Regions from separate parts of the Hordeum vulgare genome. Here all the other regions are linked to region 3. The links are chromatin contacts, called in public Hi-C maps. All regions are on one chromosome and are shown on one strand. Each heading gives the region's core, a stretch centred on a gene start, on an enhancer-like site or on the middle of the called end of the contact. The rest is flanking DNA. Distances are from core to core; before and after follow the strand shown. Region 1 has its middle 13 kb from the start of LOC123409847. Region 2 holds the start of LOC123407602 (tyrosine--tRNA ligase 1, cytoplasmic-like). Region 3 holds the start of LOC123407535 (chaperone protein dnaJ 10).

Evidence for each region. A called contact is a pair of places that touch in the nucleus more often than the background predicts.
Region 1: a Hi-C map of leaf shows a contact between it and region 3, with 4 times the contacts expected there. The contact joins the enhancer-like site here to the promoter of LOC123407535 in region 3.
Region 2: a Hi-C map of seedling shows a contact between it and region 3, with 4 times the contacts expected there. The contact joins the promoter of LOC123407602 here to the promoter of LOC123407535 in region 3. A contact is called at or near these places in 2 of 6 Hi-C or Micro-C datasets (leaf and seedling) and 1 of 1 datasets of contacts at active chromatin or transcription factors (embryo).

Annotation. Positions count from the first base shown.
Region 1 is chr7H:394,080,007-394,084,770 of MorexV3_pseudomolecules_assembly, reverse strand. No RefSeq gene overlaps it. Among protein-coding and RNA genes, the nearest start is that of LOC123409847, 13 kb to the left of the region's middle. Within about 2 kb of position 3,065, at least 3 of the 3 cell types and tissues checked have open chromatin away from gene starts, as enhancers often do. A contact at or near this core is called in leaf, where this site is marked.
Region 2 is chr7H:394,293,794-394,298,489 of MorexV3_pseudomolecules_assembly, reverse strand. LOC123407602 (tyrosine--tRNA ligase 1, cytoplasmic-like) reads left to right here and starts at 2,932. Exons shown (of 9, transcript XM_045100766.1): 1 at 2,932-3,334. The coding sequence starts at 3,038.
Region 3 is chr7H:395,038,037-395,042,917 of MorexV3_pseudomolecules_assembly, reverse strand. It overlaps LOC123407535 (chaperone protein dnaJ 10), which reads right to left and starts at 2,462. Exons shown (of 10, transcript XM_045100699.1): 1 at 2,142-2,462; 2 at 1,980-2,055; 3 at 1,798-1,880; 4 at 1,537-1,693; 5 at 1,325-1,454; 6 at 1,063-1,221; 7 at 802-983; 8 at 633-713; 9 at 389-514; 10 at 1-300. The coding sequence starts at 2,428. The coding sequence ends at 226.

The DNA of each region.
Region 1 (4,764 bases), core at 1,816-4,315, 960 kb after region 3:
GGGCCTACTGAGTAAAGTGCAGTCAAAAAATCATTATGTACACAACATTTGGTTGTCTGCATGTAGGGAGCAATTTTTTCTTGGCATTTGGTTGCTTGCATTTGTTGGGCTGATGCAACTATACGGTGTTTGGTTGTATACATTGAACATGGTACACATGACACACAGAGTTACATTGGAATGTCGGCGACAAAACTTTTTTGCACCTAAGGTGCCTCACCTCTCGTGGGGAACGTATTGCATTTTACGGTGCCACGTCCGATGGACAACCATGTAGTCGTGGGTGAGTGATCTCATCGACGACGCGACGAACCAGCTGTTAGCGTTGTCAACGTAGAGAAAGTGGATGTGGAGGAATGAATAATGGATGTGGAGGAATGAATAGGAGGACGCTGTGACAGAGGACGGGGAAGGAGAAATGCAGTGCGTTTGCTTTGATGGTGTCAGTGCAGTAGAACGCGAGGGAGGAGGCTGAAAGAAATGACGTCTGTGACGACGCCAGTGTAGTAGAACGCGAGAGAGGAGATCGAAAGAAATAACGCTGGCACCGACACCAGTGTAGTAGGACACATGAAAGGAGGTCGAGAGGAACGAGGAGAGGAGGCTGAGAAAAACAACACCAACGGTGACGCAAGTGCATCAGGACGCGGGAGATAGGGCCGAGAGGAACAAGCCCGACGGTGATGCTAGTGCTGCAGGACGTGGGAAAGAAGGCCAAAAGAAACGACGTCAAAGATGACGTTAATGTAGCAGGACGACGGGAGAAGAGGCTGAAAGAAACAATTAGAAGAGATGTGTCAACAAGATTAAAAGGTGTCACTAAATCAGACCACACATATGCATATGTAGTACACGAGAAAGATGTAGATCTATAATCGTCGAAACATAAAATATGCAAGATGAAAATCATGTGAAACTGTGAAATGAAGCTACTGGTCAAAGAAAGTTTCAAACGGATTACAAAATTCATTCAAAATAGCTTTAAATGCAAACACAAAATTAAACATTTACAATGAACAACACTGCAGACCAATCGTCAGAATGGAATCATGTACACCTTATCTCATGTGTAGGTTGGATAAATTTTTTGAAAGAATTCCTTATTTGACCCTTTTTTAAAGGTTGCTTCTCTATTTGGTCAAAACAAGTTTTTTCTTCCTTATTTGACTGCCAATGTAAAATTTGTTCCCTATATGACATTTTTGTCTAGTTTGACCACAAACAGTCTTAATGCAACCTGAAAAGATTATTATACCCCTGATGCTATACAAAGCTGAAAAAAAGATCGTTCATTTGTTTCACCGAACTGGTTGAACTGAACTACTGAATCAAGTTTATTGTGATTAACTCCAACAAGCCGCCGCTGGTGCATATGTACTTGCATTGGCCTACGTCAACGAGCTAGCTAGCTAGCTAGGAGCAGCACCACCTCGTGCACTAGGTTGACAGCATGTACATACGTACTCCCTCCGTCCGAAAATATTTGTCACATGAATGGATGAATCTAGATCTATTTTATCTCTAGATACATTTATTTTTGTAAATTTGTACGACAAGTAATTTCGAATGGAGGGAGTATCACATATGCAGCAGGAAACAGTACGCTGGTTGTGCTAAAGTTGCGCATACCGTGTTTATATTTGAAGTACTGGTATATACTCCCTCCATTCCTAAATATAATTCTTTTTAAAGGTTCCACTAAGGAATTACATACAAATGTATATATACATACTTTAAACTATAAATTAACTCATTTTACTCTGTATGTAGTCAATTAGTAAAATCTCTTAAAAAACTTATATTTAAGAACGGAGGAAGTATTTGTCATGGCTAGGCAGTTGGGAGCGTGTGAGGTCACACGATTTGACAGGGTTGTCTGTCAGTCTGTCATGCTAAAGAAACCAACAATATTGTTTTAGCCATGTATAACGTTAGGGATAGAATGATCTTTTCGCACAACACTTAGCATCGTTAATGGTCAAAATAGACGAAAGTGGGCCAAATTTTACATTGGATGTCAAATACGGGAAATAATTTTTTTGGGCCAAATAAAGAAGCAAACTTTAAAAATGGACCAAATAAGGAATTCTCTCAAAAAGATTAAGGAGGAGATTATAACAGAAGACGTGCAAACTCACTTACATGCTGCTCCCAAGTGCTGTAGATTGCATCGTCCGGGACTGGCTTGCGAAAAATGGTCAATTTGGCAGTTTTCCTGCATATAGGGCTAGAGATGTTTTATGCTGCGTGCAATACAGGTCAAACAGTGAATGCATACCATCAAACGCTAAAATCTCATACCGCACGGTGTCTAGTTGGGCCTCAGACAACCACACATGGCCTTGAAATTGAAAGGAAGATCCCATATGGATGGACACAAAAATGTTTGGAACCTTGTTCTGTCATTGTCACTCCTAGTAGAAAAATGAAAAAACACGTTTGTTATGTCATCGTCACTGCTAGAAATAGAGAAAAACATATCCCTTCGTTCCTAAATACTTTCTCCGTTCCTAAATATAAGACCTTTTAAAAATTCTACTATGGACTATATACGGAGCAAAATGAATGAACCTATGTTCTAAAATATGTTTATATACATCCGTATGTAGTCCATAATGTAATCTCTAAAAGGTCTTATATTTAGGAACGGAGGGAGTATAAGTCTTTTAGACTATTTCACTAGGGGTCTACATACGAAGCAAAATTATTAAATGTACACTCTAAAGTATGTCTATATACATCCATATCTAGTTTATTACTGAAATGTCTAAAAAGACTTATATTTAAAAACGGAGGGAGTACTTGCTACAACCAACGACAACTAATGTGGAAGAAGTATATGGAAGAGTGCCATTGACACCATCACTCAAGACTGTCGGTTCTGAATTTTCCAACAATATCGTATAATAAATCTTATACTAGTGGGAGTGAGCAAGTGAGCTTGGAACTGTCGGTCCGTTTGCTTTGCTAGATTTCAAAGCCTAACAAACTGTGATGTTGGAAGGTTGTTCATGCGTGTCACGCGATATATCAACTAGCTCATATAGACGCCCCATCCCATTGGTAAGTGCCTTCTTACGAAAGCCACTACAGGATCACGACAACAGATAGATACTGGACCAGAGACAGAACAGAGACAACTTGCAATTCTCACCAGCAGAACGAGGAGGCGGCCACGTTCTGCTTTGTTGGTTGCCGGTGTGGCGGCAGGAAACGGGAGAAACCCCGGATCGATGCTTGAAATGTACTGTAGTTATTTATGCTACTCCTAATAATGGTGGCGTCGGGCAGAGTAAAATCTCATGGCTCCATCTCTTTCAGCTGTGGCCATTGCGGCCTCGTTAGAGCACCTACAGCCGGTCACCCAAACCCGTTCCAAATGTCCAAAGGGATGATTCATTAATGACCGGTCATAAAAATGTAATTTAAGTAGACGCTTTTAACGGTTTTAAATATTTGAATTGACCTACATCCCTCATATCCAGTTTAAATATAAGAGGATATGTGGAGGTACGAGCATGACTGGACGCGTCGGTCACGTTGGACTCGGCCCATGCTGGCCCACCCGATGCCTTATATATTTGTTTTGATCCTCTTTCCGGACCAACCCTACCCATTTCACTTCACTCCCCACCACTCCACTCCGCCATCCAAGCTTCCGTTCGGTGATCCACGGCCTTCTCCGGCACGACGGACAACGGATCCGAGTCCTACACCTCCAGATCCGCCGACCATGATCTCATTCCACGTGGTCCCGATGAGGAGATGGCCGTTTGGCTTGCGCTCCGCCGCTCCCAGGTGGTGGCCGCCCGACGGCAGCGCTCAAACTCCTTTCATCGAAAATCCATTGTTTTGGCCCAACAGGTGCATGGATCATCCATCGCTGCCTTACTGGAGGCGGTGCAGACCGTGTGGTGTCTGAACGCAAAGGCATACACGCAACCCCTATGTTAGCGCACTGAGCTAGAAGACGCGCCATGTGCGTCTTCTGACGCAAACATGGCGCAACGTGTCCACTGTGCGAGGCAACAGGGATGGGAGGGGCGGAAGCCCTTACGGCGATTGACATTGGCGAGGCGGAATCGCATTCTCCAACGCCCATATGGTGAATTAGTGCGTGTGCCATGAACGTGTCATGGTGGACGTCGACTTCCCCAGGAAAGATGCATCATCGATCTCACGTCCATCGGTACCGTCTGTGTTGCGAGCTCCGACGAGAAAAATAGGGCATGAGAGACAACGGGAGCTTGACCCGTGATCCGTCTAGTGTCCCATATCCTACTCTACCTCATTGGCGACCGGACCAACACTCTGGGGAGTGCAGTCGGCCTCTGGACATGGGCACGATGGAGGTGGACGAGCTCCGCTTAAATATAATTTTACGTTGCATGTAATAGTATAGATTTGTGGTTTCTAATTTGAGGTATCGAGTTGTAAAATGCATTATTTGAGGCTTGACAGGTCACTGTCTGCGCCCCGGACGTTTGAGGGGTCGGATTTGCCAAGTTCCTTTGTAGATGTTCTTAGTGAGGCAATGTATTGGTGTTTGCATTCCAAAGATCAACCAATCTTTATCCAATCAATGGTGTTTGCATCGGTCTCGGTGCTAAATCCAACATATTTTAATCTAGGTGTCTTGGAGCCATGGTAACATGGACATAAAAAATTACCTAGGTTTTCGGGGTCACTCTAAGAAATAATATCCTAAATCCTGTTTTTGATTGTATTGCTATGGGGTACAGTAGAATGTACATGTATCAACCA
Region 2 (4,696 bases), core at 1,683-4,182, 740 kb after region 3:
GTTGCTCAAGTGCTTAGATTAGCCACCAAAAATACTCAGCCACTCTTCCACAAAATATATATGTCCCAAGCCAAATATCCAAAATTAGTGCTACCAACATGTATCACTCGGCCATACTGATTTTAGACTTAGACAGATCCCAGCCAAACCCTACCTTTTCGGTGCAACCGAATCTGCATCGGTGCTACCGAGTTCGAGTGACCAACCTTCTGTTTCCTCGCTACACAAAATCGAAATTTCCGAGTTTGAGTATCGGTGTCACCGAGTTGTGCCATCTGATTGTTAGTCACCCTTTCGGTTCTACCGAGTTGTGTATATCGGTTCCACCAAGATTTGAAGTTGCTACCGTTTGAGCAAGTTGGTACCACTCTGTTTTTAACTTCCTTGTCACTTAGTTGGTCAATTACGGTGTGACGGTTGGATTTTGGAGGATGCCTATATATACCCCTCCACCTACCTCTCACTCAGAACACACGCTTCATTGCCAAATTCATTTTTCTGAGGGAGAGATCCACCTACTCATGTGTTGAGATCAAGATATTCCATTTCTACCATTTGAACCTTGATTTCAAGCCTCCCAAAGTTGCTTTCCACAAGATCAATCTCTCCCACCCCTGCCAAATATGAGAGAGAGAGAGAGTGATTGGGTGTTGAGGAGACTACCTTTAGAAGCACAAGAGGAAGGAGTTCATTGTTCTACCACATCTATTGCCTTTTGGAGGGTGGTGCCTCCTAGATTGGTTATGTGTCGTTTGGGAGCCTCCTACTTCGTGTTGTAGAGTGGAACCAACATGTTTGTAAGGGCAAGGAGATCGCCTACTTCGTGAAGATCTACCGTGAATGAGGCTAGTCCTGTGTGGACGGAAGTCGTGGTGGAATAGACAAGGCCGCTTCTTCGTGGATCCATTGTGGGTGGAGCCCTCCGTGGACTCTCGCAGCTGTTACCCTCCGTGGGTTGAAGTCTCCACTAACATGGACGTACGATAGCGCCACCTATCGGAACCATGCCAAAAATCGCCGTGTCAACCTCTTCGTTTGATCTCCCTACCCTACCTTACTTTACACTCGCATGTTTTACTTTCCGCCGCTATACTCTTAGATGTGCATGTATAGGATGTACTTGACTAGTCATAGTTGCTAAAACTAGCCCACACTAAAAATTGGAAAAATGTTAAGTTTTTATCTTGTCAAGTAGTCTAATCACCTCCTCTAGACATACTTTCTATCCTACACCCTCTAACACATGATGTTGTTCGTGGGGATGTGCATCCGTTTCTATCATTTTCAATCGCTCGCACCATGCACTAACCACCCCACCCGCCTCACCACATGTGCTCAATTACATCATCTTCACTCTTTTCTTCTTCTATTTTTTAGTTGCATTTATATTTTTGGTTCATTTTTTAAAATTTTTCTTTTCCTCAAACTGAACAGAGTTTTGAAAAAAATTGATGGACTTTTCTCAAAACCGACGATTTCTTTTAAAAAAACCCGATGATTTTTTTTCAAATTCAATGATCATTTTCCCAAATTGATGTTTTTTTTCAAATTTGATGATTTGTTTTTCAAAATCCATCATTTTTTTAAATTTGTGACCTAATTTTCAGAATAAATGGAACTTTTTTCAAATTTGGTGAGCTTATTTTCAAAATTTAAGAACTTTTGTCAAAATTCGTGATTGTTTTCAAATTGGATGAAAAATTTCAAAATCTATGAACATTTTGAAATGTCAGTTGTTTGTGATTTTTTTAATTGTTTTCTTTTTTATGAGTCAACAGTTGACCAGTACCGCGACTGTTCAAACAACGCTCTAGCGATCGAGCGACCAAACGGAGCGACCAAATAATAGCATATCTGAAATCTTCACTTTTTTCTGAGCGATTTTCATATATAACATGTTAGATTTGAAGTTAGGACTTAAATGATATGAATGTTTTAAAAACATTTGAATTTACACAAAAAATAAAGCAATAGGAAAGGAAAAACAGGAAAGTAACATGCAAAATAATAGCATATTTGAAATCTTCAGTTTTTTCTGAACGATTTTCATATATAACATGTTAGATTTGAAGTTAGGATTTAAATGATATGAATGTTTTAAAAGCATTTGAATTTACACAAAAAATAAAGCAATAGGAAAGGAAAAACAGGAAAGTAACATGCAAAATAATAGCATATTTGAAATCTTCACTTTTTTCTGAGTGATTTTCATATATAGCATGTTAGATTTGAAGTTAGGATTTAAAAGATATGAATATTTTAAAAGCATTTGAATTTACACAAAAAATGAAGCAATATGAAAAGAAAAACACACCGATGCTAGAGTCGAACTCAGGTCTGCTAGTGGTGCAGCAAACTCTCGGTGCGTCTGCCACTCGGCTAGGTACATGAATGTGCTGAAACAGATGTGGAACTTTATATATACCAGAGTCTTAAAAAGGAAATGTGGGTTGAATACACAAAATGTCAGAGGCTTTTTTGCAAAACCGCCATGACGGACGGCAGAAGCGTTGCACGCTTTATTATTAGGGGAGATGTTTAAAAAATAATTTATTTATTAAGCATCTTTTCTAAGCACCTTGAATTGTACTCCATCCGTTCCTAAATATAAGTCTTTTTAGCAATTTCATTAGAGGGCTAAATACGGAGCAAAATGAATGAATCTACACTCTATAATATGTCTATATACATTCGCTTTTAGTCCCCTAATGAAACCTATAAAAAGACTTATATTCAGAAACTCGGAGGGGGTACAATGCCCTTTTTTTTTAGATCAATTGTACAATGCGTATGCCGGCGCCTGAAGCGTTAACTAGGAACACCCAGGTGCGAGGTAGCCCATGTTCGGCTTAGGCCCATGTAGATCGGCCTCTTACACTCACCTACGGGCCACGTCTTTTGTTTTTCAAGGGAATGTGCGGGCCACGTCTTTGAGACCCCCATCTGCGCAGAACTACGATACAGATCCATCTCCCGATCTGAGCCGCGTAAAACCCTAGCTGTCTCCAAATTCGCCACCCGCACCGCCGCCACCTCCATGGACTCTTCCGTGGCTGCCGATGCCGTCAACGCAGAGGCCTCCGCCCCCGCTGCCGCTTCAATGGAACCTTCCGCGGCTCCCGAGGCCTCCAACAGAGCCTCCTCCTCCGCTGCCGCCGCCGAAGACCTCGTGGGGGGCGTGGCGGGATTGAGCCTGGACGAGCGGTTCGACTTGCTGATGAGCATCGGCGAGGAGTGCATTCAGCCCGACGAGCTCAAGCGGCTGCTGCAGAACAAGCCCGTCCCTATCTGCTACGACGGGTTCGAGCCCTCCGGCCGCATGCACATCGCCCAGGTTCGACGGGAACTTAATGCCTTACTCTCTTCTAACTTCGGATAGAATGTGCGACTCGGGCAGGAAGTGTTATTGGACAGGAATTTCGTATTTCAACTAACATCGGTCCCAAAATTTCCGAGTGCATATGACTATCAAGTGTGTTGTTACTATCATGTTGATGTCGTGATATGTGTCTACAATAGTACTCTACTTGACGAGCAGCTAATTTAATACCCAAACAAGAGAGGTCATCACTTGGCATGGTATCACCTAGCTGGATGCTTACACTCGATGTATGCCTAGCCTACTTATTTCTGCTATGCAAAAACTAGGGAGTAGTCGAATTTTGGGTGGAAATGGATTGGATGCAGACCGGATAGTGCTCTTACCACTTCCGTTTCCATATTTTCAAAACGAATACAAATGCGTATACGGATGTTATCGGATACGGATGCAGCTCAGATGTTATTCGAATACGGATCCGTATCGGATGTTTGCTTGATTCGGAACGGATAATAGGGATATATTGCTTAAGTAAATTAGTCAATAGCTATGTGACATGAAATAATCAACTTGTGACATAAGATAAGTCAATGATAAATAGGCTTATCAATAAATACTATTGTAACGCATAATAATTTCGAAGTTTAATCATACAAAGAGTAAAATTTAACCATTCATTTGGCTTTTATGTTTGATAATTAGAGTATTGGTGCTAGCATTTTGAAAATTACCTCCCTGCATTTTTATTCGGATACGGATATATCTACTTCCATATCCATATTTGTGTCAAAATCTCATACCATTTTTTATTATTTGTTAAATAAATTCGGATACGGATAATTTCCATTTTGATTCGGATGCGGATGTTTCAGTACGAATAGGCATTTTCTTAAATACGAACATCGGATATTTCGGATTATCCAGTGTCGCTTTCCACCTATAAATTTAGATTTTCTTTTAAACTCTTGCTCATTATGTGCAATTGTGCATCAGATTGGTTAAATAGCATGTACTTATTATTGATGTCTGGGTGGTTATATTTGTGCTTGTAGTTATCGGTTAAAATGCTTGAGTCGTTGAAGAAAAAAAACCCAAAAGAGAAGTGTTAGTTCAGAGAATGAAAAGAGAGTGCGCAAAAAAGAGCATAATAAAACTAGAAAGAAGTCGGTGACGAAAGCTCCTGAAAATAAGGAGCACTATCCTGATTCGTTCTGTATGGGTGCGCCAGTTGGTTTTGGTTATAATACCCAGCCTTGATTTATCTGTCAAATGAGTAAGATTAGTGAGTTCACTCCCATTTTTCATTATTTTGTTGTTCCATAAGATTAATATAAGAATAGAACACCCTAGTATAAATGTTAATCTTACATGTGCCTT
Region 3 (4,881 bases), core at 1,213-3,712:
CAAACATGGTCTATTTCAAAGGCTATGGTCATGCGAGTGAAAAGTGGGTAATCTAAAGCTTTAACTGTTGGATCTGATCACCAGTGCTGAAGCCTGAAGCAGCATATAAACGTATATCCATACCCTTCAGGTAACCGAAGGATGGTGGTGCATGACTCCAGCTGTTCAGAATCATATATCTGGTATAACTCGGGTATCTTTGAAAGGTTTCGTGGTGTCCCTGCTTCATTTCCGGGCTTCGAAGTCATCGTCAACATCATATGCGGGGTTGCATAAGCACCTAAATAGCCTGCCAATTCCCTGTACAACAACATTATTGAACTTATCTCACTAAACATAATTGAATGTGCAACGCATACATATGTTTGTATGATTGTTGAAAATTTGCCTGAGTAAGCGCAGGAGTCCGATATGTCACTGCCCGTGATGCCTCCTCGTCTGAACTTTCATCTGAGCTGCTGTCATCATCGAGAACGGTTGGCTTTGATGGCCCTGGTAATGCCTCCTTTTCTCTCTATTCTCGTTCCAGTTGATCAAAGATGGAATTCATGAAATATACTCAGTTCAGGTTTGTTTATTCACACATGTACCTCCTGGAATTGTCCAAAAGAAAACGTCAAATAATGTAGTACCTGAAATATTTTTCCGAGATTTCTCAAGGCCATTGCACGGGCTTTAAGATCCTCTTTCTTGACATTATTTTCATGCAACACCTGAGAAGAAGTCAAAAACTTGTCAAATCATATTTATGTTCAGAAACAAATTAATATGGGAGTATTTCAGTAAAGAAGACGCGCATACCATTTCACAGACATGCAAGAGCGTGACTTCAATATCCACAACGTTGAGCTTCCAGATTGAGCTCATCATCAGGTCCTTGTTCATTCTCATCTGCATGTCGACGTCCTTCTCGGTGGCAGCACCGCCGTCCTTGGCGCTCTGCCGGCATGCCTCCTCTTGCAGCTGCAGCAGCTGCAGAGCTCCTGCATTGTTCTCTTCGCCCCTTAATCAGTCGGCAACTTCAACCATCACAACCATGGCAACCATTGCGAATGTTTTCACCTTTGGCTGCTGTGATCTGTGACCTCCAGAGGTGGCCCTTGTTCCTCACCCACTCGGTCAGGAATGGAACTCCCAGGTACATGGCCTTCTTGCCAAGCTCCTTGGCGGCTTGTCGGGAGTAAACGTACCCTATGGTGCGACGAATGTCTAGCGCATATGCTGTAAGCAGAAACCATTACACAAAGATTCAGATGAAAACCATGGAGGGAACAAGACAACTGTACTAGAGTACTACGTAGTTCGTAGGGATCATCATACTGACAAGTGCTGGAAAGCCTTTTGGCCTCAGATTCGGCACGATGAGCGAATCCCTCCGTGTCGCCGCTGACATACTGCGAGAGGAACTTGTTGAGGAACCTAGCTAGCTTCTCTTCTCGTTCCCTTTGTACACCCTTCATCGCAGCAGTGTTTTTTTAGAGTGCGGTAAAAAACATGATATGTGCACGTTTTGGGCAGCCGGAGCTATGTGCCTACCTTGAGCCTGTCCTGGAGCTTCTCGGCGTTGTTGTTGTAGCCACTGGCCATCTCTGAGGAAGCCATTGTTGCCATTGCAAGATGTCCAACGTAGTCCTCGAACAGCTCGCTCCCGAACAGGAGGGTGAAGACCAGAGCACCATCCAGAATGTTGTCCCTGAAAAACACAGAAATATATTGTCAGAGTGAGGCTTGAATTACTGCTCCCGAACCGAGTTTCATCTGGGATGGGAATGGGATCAACTGGGGAAGGGCAGACACCTGGATATGCTACTCTTGCCATAGCCATCATAGGCCTTTCTCTGCAAAGGGTCGCTCAGGACCTGGTAGGCCTCTCCAAGAGCCTGCATACATAGTACCATAACAACAAGAAGAAGCTCAACACCCACCCACCAAAGGAATCAAACCAACCGATCCTGCTACAATATCGACTTGAGTCGAACCAGATGTGGCGAGAACCTGAAACTTGTCGGACGCCTGCGGATCGTCGGGGTTCTTGTCAGGGTGCACCTGCCTCGCCTGAAGACAGGACAGGAAACGAAACCTCCAAATCAGCAAGCTAGCGGAAAGCGACAATGTGCTGGGCAGGCAGGAAAAACGGGGACCTTGATGTAGTAGGCCTTGCGGATCTCGTCGTCCGAGGCGGCGGGGCTGACGCCGAGCGCGTCGTAGTACTCGGTCTCCTTCGCCATGGCGGCAGCCGCTCCCTGTCAAAGAAGAACACTCCCGGAACGGAACAGGAAACCACCAGAGCAGAGCATGGAATGGAAGGGAGCACGACGAACCACGGAGTGGTGGTCTGGTGGAGGAAGAATGAGTAAAGGAAACCCGCATCATCACCATTCATTGCGCAACGAGGTGGGGAGCCACCCCAAACAGGCCAGCGGGCCATCTTTTATCTTTCCAGTGACGCACAGCGCGGCGCGGCCGGGGGGAGCATTAAACTAATCGCCGGGCGGCAGTGGTGGTCGAATGGAACGTGGCACTGCGTTTTCCTTTCTACATGTCCCTTCTTTCTACGGGGAGCAACGGATCAAGAGTTCATTTTACTCTTAATTCATGTATCTTTGCTTGTGTCCCCAGTTAGATCAGAACTTACTTCCAAACGAGGGATAAACGTTATAATCACATCTTTTTTCGGATAAAAAGGAGTTTTATTCCATACTTATGGTGTTACGGTCGAGAGGCAAAAGTTTCATGATACAACGCGGTCACTGGTCTAACCACATAACCGTGATATATTTTAAGCGACTATGCTTGACCAAACAATCTGTCACATTATTTTGTTCATGACAAAGTTTTTAAGAAATAAACTCCATATTCTCGGTGTTGCTTTTATCTCCGCCACTACATAACCATATCAAAGCGAGAGAGACCATTAGAAGATAAACTTGTAAGTGCCTCAGTAGAATCCGACTGAATGATGACTCGTAGGGAGGTATTTTGTGCAGCCGGTGTTATAACATGCATGATCACGCACAGCTCCACCTTCAAAGAGTCATTATAATTGGAAATATACCAGCAAACTGCAAAAATGACTATGCCGTCGTGCTTCCTAGGAATCATGCCCACCATTATGTACCCTCCGAGAATGAGCAATCCATCAAAAGGGCCACCTACCCCAACGGCAGTGCCAGCCATTGAGGGTCCGTGTACACGTAGAGGGATTTGGTGTCGACGGCCTCGAAGCCTCGTAGGCCGGCATCTTACCATCCAGAATATCGACAGTGCTATACTTCCAGGCATCACCAATTGATTTGTAATAGTTGTCCAAGAAGATCATTGTCACAAGCGCATGTGGGATCTCCTTACCATGGACCAAATCATTATGTAATTGTCAAACACGCCATATAAGCATGATTACCATATCTCGAGAGACCTCAAAACAAATCGACAAACATTCAGAAGCCATTCCTTGCCACAGTCCACCAGGTGCTCATTCGCGGTTAGCGGCCCATCTAATAGAAAAGGCATCAAGATAAAAGAAGTAAATTGTTCCTACTTTTGAAACACAGGATTGGGACAGTTGTAAATATAGGTGAACACTAGAATTAAGATAAGACATGATAAGATAGGATTAGTGTCTCGACACTCGCACAAGGTTTGTACGGTTCACCATGCCTCTAGTACGCCATCTATGGTCTCTAAAACCCCACGCTTGCCTTTGGGACAACACAACTAAATCCAGTTCAACAATGTAGTTAATACATTCTCTTTTTTCAAAGAGAAGGTTGAAAACCCTCGACCTCTACATCATTGTGACGCATGCACCCATCTGTACTAAAGTTGATGCAAGGTGGCAAGGCCAAAAAATCAACAAACTGAGCATAAACAGAGACAATTACAACAAAACCATTACAAGATATGAAATTCTCATCCATGACTAAGTCGACTTCTTCCACACAACGCCTTCAATAAGGATACATACCCTTATGCCTTCATCGCCATGTCTAGTAACAGACAATAAGGATACTAATTGCCATCCTAACCGATGAGACAAACCAATAAAGGTCATCACACCGGCAAAAAGATAACGCCTTCATCATGGTAACGATACAAGTTTATCACTACTGAGCCCGACCAATGAAGGTCGGAACAAGAGTTTTCATCTCGGGCTTGAAGCGATGCTCCCATCACCATCTTGGCAGTAGATCTTCCGGTAATTTTCTAGGCAGTACTCGACGCCAGGTCGGAGTGACACTAGCGAAAGGGTAGGACATCTCCCCACCAAACATCAACAAAACTACCATCATGAGACCTCTCATGATGAAGTGTGTATCTGGCCGCTCTCACTCCACACAGTGTGAAAGGACCTGCAACATCCGCCACAACTCCAAGGCCACTAACCCGACGTTGTTAAAGTAAACTAGCCCGGCGCATGTTGTTCGCTTGCCACAACTAGGTTATACACAAAATTGAACCACGTCGATACCTATACACCGCTGGCAGCTGGCGACCACCGTCTTCGTGGGAGATGGCCTTGCGTTTGTTGGAAATATTCTCTAGAGGAAATAATAAATTGTTTATTGTCACATTTCCTTGTTCATGATAAATGTTTATTATCCATGCTAGAATTGTATTGGCCGTAAACTAAATACATGTGTTGATACATAAAATAATACAATATCCCTAGTGAGCCTCCACTAGACTAACTCGTTTATCAAAGACGGTTAAGGTTTCCTAACCATAGACATGAGTTGTGGTTTTATAACGGGATCACATCATTAGGAGAGTGATGTGATGGACAAGACCCAACTTTAAGCTTAGCATATGATCGCATCACATAGTTTAATTGCTACAACTTTCTTCATGTCAAGTATGTGTTCCTTAGACCATGATATCGTA